Linked DNA regions of Mus musculus: region 1 is linked to region 2. A link is a contact called in public promoter capture Hi-C data. All regions are on one chromosome and are shown on one strand. Each heading gives the region's core, a stretch centred on a gene start, on an enhancer-like site or on the middle of the called end of the contact. The rest is flanking DNA. Distances are from core to core; before and after follow the strand shown.

What was found. Capture Hi-C pulls out chosen DNA fragments and counts their contacts.
Region 1: a contact with region 2 is called in a promoter capture Hi-C map of adipose tissue. The contact joins two enhancer-like sites. A contact is called at or near these places in 1 of 484 Hi-C or Micro-C datasets (nephron progenitors), 1 of 115 datasets of contacts at active chromatin or transcription factors (the HPC-7 cell line) and 2 of 9 other capture datasets (adipose tissue and liver).

Annotation. Positions count from the first base shown.
Region 1 is chr1:54,797,546-54,800,352 of GRCm38.p6, forward strand. The region is part of intron 2 of Ankrd44 (ankyrin repeat domain 44); the gene reads right to left. Among named protein-coding and RNA genes, the nearest start is that of 4930444A19Rik, 120 kb to the left of the region's middle. Within about 2 kb of position 1,351, at least 55 of the 459 cell types and tissues checked have an H3K27ac peak or open chromatin away from gene starts, as enhancers often do. A contact at or near this core is called in the HPC-7 cell line and adipose tissue, where this site is marked.
Region 2 is chr1:54,887,038-54,890,103 of GRCm38.p6, forward strand. All of the region lies in intron 1 of Ankrd44 (ankyrin repeat domain 44), which reads right to left. Among named protein-coding and RNA genes, the nearest start is that of Ankrd44, 38 kb to the right of the region's middle. Within about 2 kb of position 1,689, at least 68 of the 459 cell types and tissues checked have an H3K27ac peak or open chromatin away from gene starts, as enhancers often do. A contact at or near this core is called in the HPC-7 cell line and adipose tissue, where this site is marked.

The sequences.
Region 1 (2,807 bases), core at 101-2,600, 90 kb before region 2:
CAAATGCTGGGGTAAAATCAACACATGTCATAGTGAATTCTTCCCACACTCCTCCTATTCTGAACAAGTCTGGACAGAAAGTCTCAAAGGACATGAAAAAGTATCACTTGGAAACTGAAAAAAATAAACATGTCTTACCCAGGGGCCCTGGAGTCTTTCTCTAATGGCCCCAGTTTATCTGAGAACCTCAACCAACCACAAAGCCTAGTACATGCGTCATAGGATGCCTGGAGGGGAGTTTCTGGAAAACCAAGACCAGGCCAAGTACAAAGTAGCATCTGGACACAGTGGCTGAGCTGAGTACTCTCACCATTTACGTCTCTTCTCATCTTCCATCAAACTGGTCTCACCATGACAAAGTGACTGTTCATCCCTCAACTCTTCACAACACCCTTGAATACAAGGGAAAGAATAACTTAGCAGCATCTGGAATTGGCTCCTGAGCATGCTATCACAGAGGAGGATCCCTTTCCATTACCCATGTCTTAGGCAGGGTTTCTATTCCTGCACAAACATCATGACCAAGAAGCAAGTTGGGGAGGAAAGGGTTTATTCAGCTTACACTTCCATACTGCTGTTCATCACCAGAGAAGTCAGGACTGGAACTCAAGCAGGTCAGGAAGCAGGAGCTGATGCAGAAGCCATGGAGGGATGTTCCTTACTGGCTTGCTTCCCCTGGCTTGCTCAGCCTGCTCTCTTATAGAACCAAGACTACCAGCCCAGAGATGGTCCCACCCACAAGGGGCCTTTCCCCCTTGATCACTAATTGAGAAAATACCTTACAGCTGGATCTCATGGAGGCATTTCCTCAACTGAAGCTCCTTCCTCTGTGATAACTCCAGCTGTGTCAAGTTGACACAAAACCAGCCAGTACAACCCACTAGCACCAATGCCAGACAACCCTATGCACATAGAGAGACACATGGGACGAGAGAAGACCCATGTCCTCCAGAAGGAAAGCAGATGAACACTCCATTCTCTGAATAGCCAGAGCCACACAGTGCCAGCTGGGCTCTGAGCTAAGTGTGCAATATGGCAGAGATGGTCAGCAGAGGAAGTTCCCAAGTTGTCTGTTTACCACGAAGAAGCAGATGAAAGAAAAGGAGGAAGTTGAAGTATGAGCACACAGTGAGCTTGATATGGCCAGGCCCTTCTGGAAGCTGAAGACACTGTTAGACAAGCAGTAGGAGGGGTACCCCACGCCTCTGTCTTGAAGAATTGCTTATCCTGTACTTTGGGAATCCTTGGCTGAAAGGGCATTATTTTCTTCCCATTCTAAATATCTGTCATACAACAAACAAGTCTCTTCCCTAGGTATGACTAATTTGCACACCAATGCACACACTGGAGCAATATTAGAGGTTGAGTTGTCTCTTCAATTCTAACTTCCACTAAAGATCAAAGATGCTGGAGAATAACTGACAACTTGGGTCCAACTAGCTTAACTTGATATGAATAGAGATTGCCTGAGACAAGCAGATGTCTGAAGAAGCACGTAATAGGTACCTTGGAGAGATTTCAATCATGTGAAGAAAAGAGACTTGGATTTAAATTTTTTAAAAAAGCATAAAATGGTAAGGAAGCTGAGTCTTGAGGTTAGGAACTGGAAGGCTATAAAACAAAACAAAACAAGTAAAACAGAAAAAACAGAAAGAAAAGAAAAAAGGAAACAAATATCAACCTTTTTCCAAAATGGGTGTGTTTATTTTTCGACTGAACTCCACATAAATACCGAGAGGTATTTATGTAACAGGCCAACATATGCCCACCAGCAAACTCAAACACGGTAAACCCGTGTCTGCTTCAGAAGCCCTGTTTGAAAAGTATCTCTAGAGTTAAAATTCCACAGCTCAGCTCAACAAAGCAAACCTTACAGAAGACAGAAGACATGAGAAAGACACACACAGAGATAGAGAGAGAGAGAGAGAGAGAGAGAGAGAGAGAGAGAGAGAGAGACACAGACAGACAGACAGACAGATTGATTTCAGTTCTCCCCCTAAGTGGTGCTGTAGTGTGGGTTTTCACATACTCCCCTCTGTGTGTGCTCATGAGGCATTCTCTAGGGCAGAGCCCAAGGACAGGAAGCTCTAGACACAGAGGAATACACACATTTCTTTTATTAGGTGTTGCCAAATACATTCCAAAAGTAGTTTGCCAGCCCCACAAATCAAACAGATCTTACAGACATAAGATTCTACTCAATGGCTGGGAAAAAGACATTTGTCTCAGCATCCCACGGAGTAGTCTCCAAAACAGATTACATTCTAAGAGTCAGAGCAAGTCTTAACAAATAGAAAATAAATCAAATCATTTTTTTAGCTTATCAGATCACATAAAAATATGACTCAAGGCATAGATACTTGGGATGGCTGCAGGACAGTCAGTACATTGAAGAGGGAGGAAATTAAACTGTCTAGAATCAAATGAAAATGAGGGTACAACTGAGCAGGACTATGAGGGTACAGCTATGGCAACTTTAAGAGGAAAGTCTTTAGCCGTAAGCCCTTACGTTACAGAGATGTAAGTAAATGACTCAGCAATTCACTCTGAAGCCCTGGAGAGGGAGGAAAAAAAAAGAGAGAGAGAGGCTGAGCCAAACCCCAAATCAAGGCAGAAATTAACGAACTAGAGTAAAAAGGTAATACAAAGATTCGGTTAAATAAAGATTCACATCTTTGAAATGTTAGAGCCAACAAACACTTAGCAAAATAACCAAAGGAATAGACAAGAACCAAGGTATTAAAGTTAGAAAGAAAAGGGGGACATTAGCCTTACAGTCGTAATATGGTATATAATGAAATAAGTGG
Region 2 (3,066 bases), core at 439-2,938:
CATTTCAATGGGCTCCCCCACAGACAATTAGGGCAGATGCACAGAGACCTGAAGCAAACAATCCTGCAAAGGGAAATTTACCAAACACTTTCTTGCCAACTCAAAATAAAAATACCAGAAGAGAAACAACCTCTTCTTTTTTTTTTTTTTTTTTTTTTTTTTTAAAGATTTATTTATTGATTATATGTAAGTACACTGTAGCTGTCTTCAGACACTCTAGAAGAGGGAGTCAGATCTCGTTACAGATGGTTGTGAGCCACCATGTGGTTGCTGGGATTTGAACTCCAGACCTTCGGAAGAGCAGTTGGGTGCTCTTACCCACTGAGCCATCTCACCAGCCCGAAACAACCTCTTCTAAAGCAAACTTTCCCCTGCCACCTCCGTGCCATTGATGAAGCTTTGATGACTGTGGACTCTCTATATCTTTTGTTGTAGCTATTTACTACTGATCTCCTATTTAATGTGGAATTGCAACGGGGACCCCAGAGAATATAAGACATTTTGTGGCTAAACAAAACAAAACAAAGATGTTTTGAGCCACAATATATATGATGAAGCCAACAGGAGACAGGGAGGCCTGCTGGATTATTCTGAGATACTCACAAAAAAACAAGTCCAAGTCTTCCCCTAAGAGAAGACTAGGACCCAAAAAGTCTCAAATATCAAAACCATATTTTCCATGTGTGATGGGAATATGAAAAAAACTGGAGGGAAAACAGATATGTAAAATGCACACACATAACTAGAACTCTCAACTTAAATTCTATCAAATATGATACGTGCTAGGCTTTACAACGAGAATCCAAATATCAGGGACAGATCACCCTGTCATCTAAAACAAAATATTCAAGCACTTTTATACAAACAAACCTTCTTGGTCATGTAATAGTTCCCTCTGACAGAGCAGTCTGGGCAGAGAGCAATAAACAAAATCCAGACAGGAAGTAGCCAGAGAGAATAAAGGCAGAGCGTTCTGGCCCCATCTCCTTGTAGAAAAACAAGAAATATTGCTCTATTTTAACAGAATCATTACAGAGCCCAGAGCCAAACTATAATGTGTGTTAATATGGTCAGTGAGGGGAGTAGGGTCTACAAGTGAGTTTTGAATGTTTTGGCCCCGTTCCTAGAATCAGCGCCATGAAATCAGCTCTAACTACTGACCACTGGCAGTGCCAGAATCCAATTCCCATCCAGAATGAAATATTTTTACTTCATCCCTGGAGGTCAGCCTTTGCAAAGCCTTTTCTCGTTTTGACACATGTGGGTTTGTGCACATGGAAATTCTCTATTAAAACTTCTACTTGCTAAAATAAGTCCAACCTTCCCACAAAAGAATGCGTAAAGAAAGCACCGTGCTTTTAACTTAAGAATGACAGTACATTCCACAGTTACTTTCCTAACATAGATGTCTGAGCACCAACGTTCAGCAGAAAGAGAGCACTGCATGACATGCTGGGGCAATCACTGAATAATCATCATGCCTCCCAAGAGACATGTGTCAATTTCAAGCATGTCTGAGAACCACAGCCGTAAGGGGCAAGCGTCAGCATTCCTCCCCAGCAGAGGCCCTGGGTGTCTCCTAAACGTACATTCTCCATTCCCTCCACACTAATAGACACTCAGACAGGCACATGCCTATCTAGGGGAAGATTTATTTCTCAACCACCCTTGCAGATAAGTCAGCATGTGACTGGTTCTGACCAATGGGCCCTTGACCACAAAACGCTCTTAAAAGGAAGAGATTATGCCCTCTTCCTGCTATCTCTGCTCAAGATTTTAGAGCAGAAATTCAAGCAACCATCTTTGCCAAAAAAAAAGTGGAAGCTATACTAAAACACGTAAAACACACATGCACGCACACAGGCTCGCCCCCACCATGTGCAGAAGGGAGAAAGCTCTGTGGAATCATTCTTCCAGCCTTGGCTAGTTTGTGCTCAGACCACTACAGATCAGAGTTAAATCAGTTCCTGCCTTGTTAGTGCCCAGCAACTGCACAGCCTAACGCACATCTCGCGAGACACTATGAATCCAGCCATTGTTTTTTCGTTTGACTAGCCACTTGGGGGGCTAGGGGGAAGAGACTCAGATAAGATCTTATATAACTCAGACTGACCTTGAACTCACTTCATAGATAAGGATAATCCTGAGTGCTTGATCCTCCATACTCTACCTGGCATATGTCAAATTATGTGCGCTCACCACTGTGCCCACTAGCAGCCATTTCCTAGGACGCACTGTAAACTTCCTGATATGAGCAACCGTGGGGATTTGGTGTCCCTTTGCTATTATGAGCCATGTTTCTGAGATTCTAGTTGCAGTTTTTACATATATACAAAATCACATGTAAAGCAATCCTTCAGGCCGGGCACCTTTCCAGAAGGAGAAAGCAGTCTGTTTTATCTCCTGTGTCAGTCACCCAGCACGCACACATCACACCTGTGTGCAGTCATTAAGGCAACACAAGTCCAGGCACCAGAGTCTTCCCCATCATTTGTAAAGTTAGACCCTTGCCTCAGTGTGGTGGCACTTGTTGTAACTCCAGCACTCAGAGGACTCAAGCCAGGGAATTAGCTCTAGGCCAGCCTGGGCTACCCACCAAGACCTTGACTCAAATAAACCAAAACAGAATAGAATCAAATGGGAGAATCATCATAACCTCCTCCTAACAGCTGAGTCTAAGGAGGTGCCATTCTTCTAGCTCAAGAAGAATCAAACGCCAGACTCTGTACACTTGGGCCATACACCTAGGTCAAAGTTATCAGGTCAGGTTGTATAGGCTTGTAGTGGCTATTCCTGGTTGTCAACTTGACAATATTTGGAATGAACTACAATTCGGAATTGGAAGGCTCACCAGTGACCCTTATCTGGAGGCTTGGAGATCCTTATCTGGATCTTGGTTTGAAGATCTTGAGCCATAGTGGCTATGGATTCCAGAAGATTGAATCTCCGAGTTAAGGAACACACCTTTAATCTGGGCTATGCCTTTCATCTGGGATTAAAGGTGTGGTGGAACACACCTTTAATCTGGGCTACACCTTTTGCTGGAGACAATATAAGGACATTGGA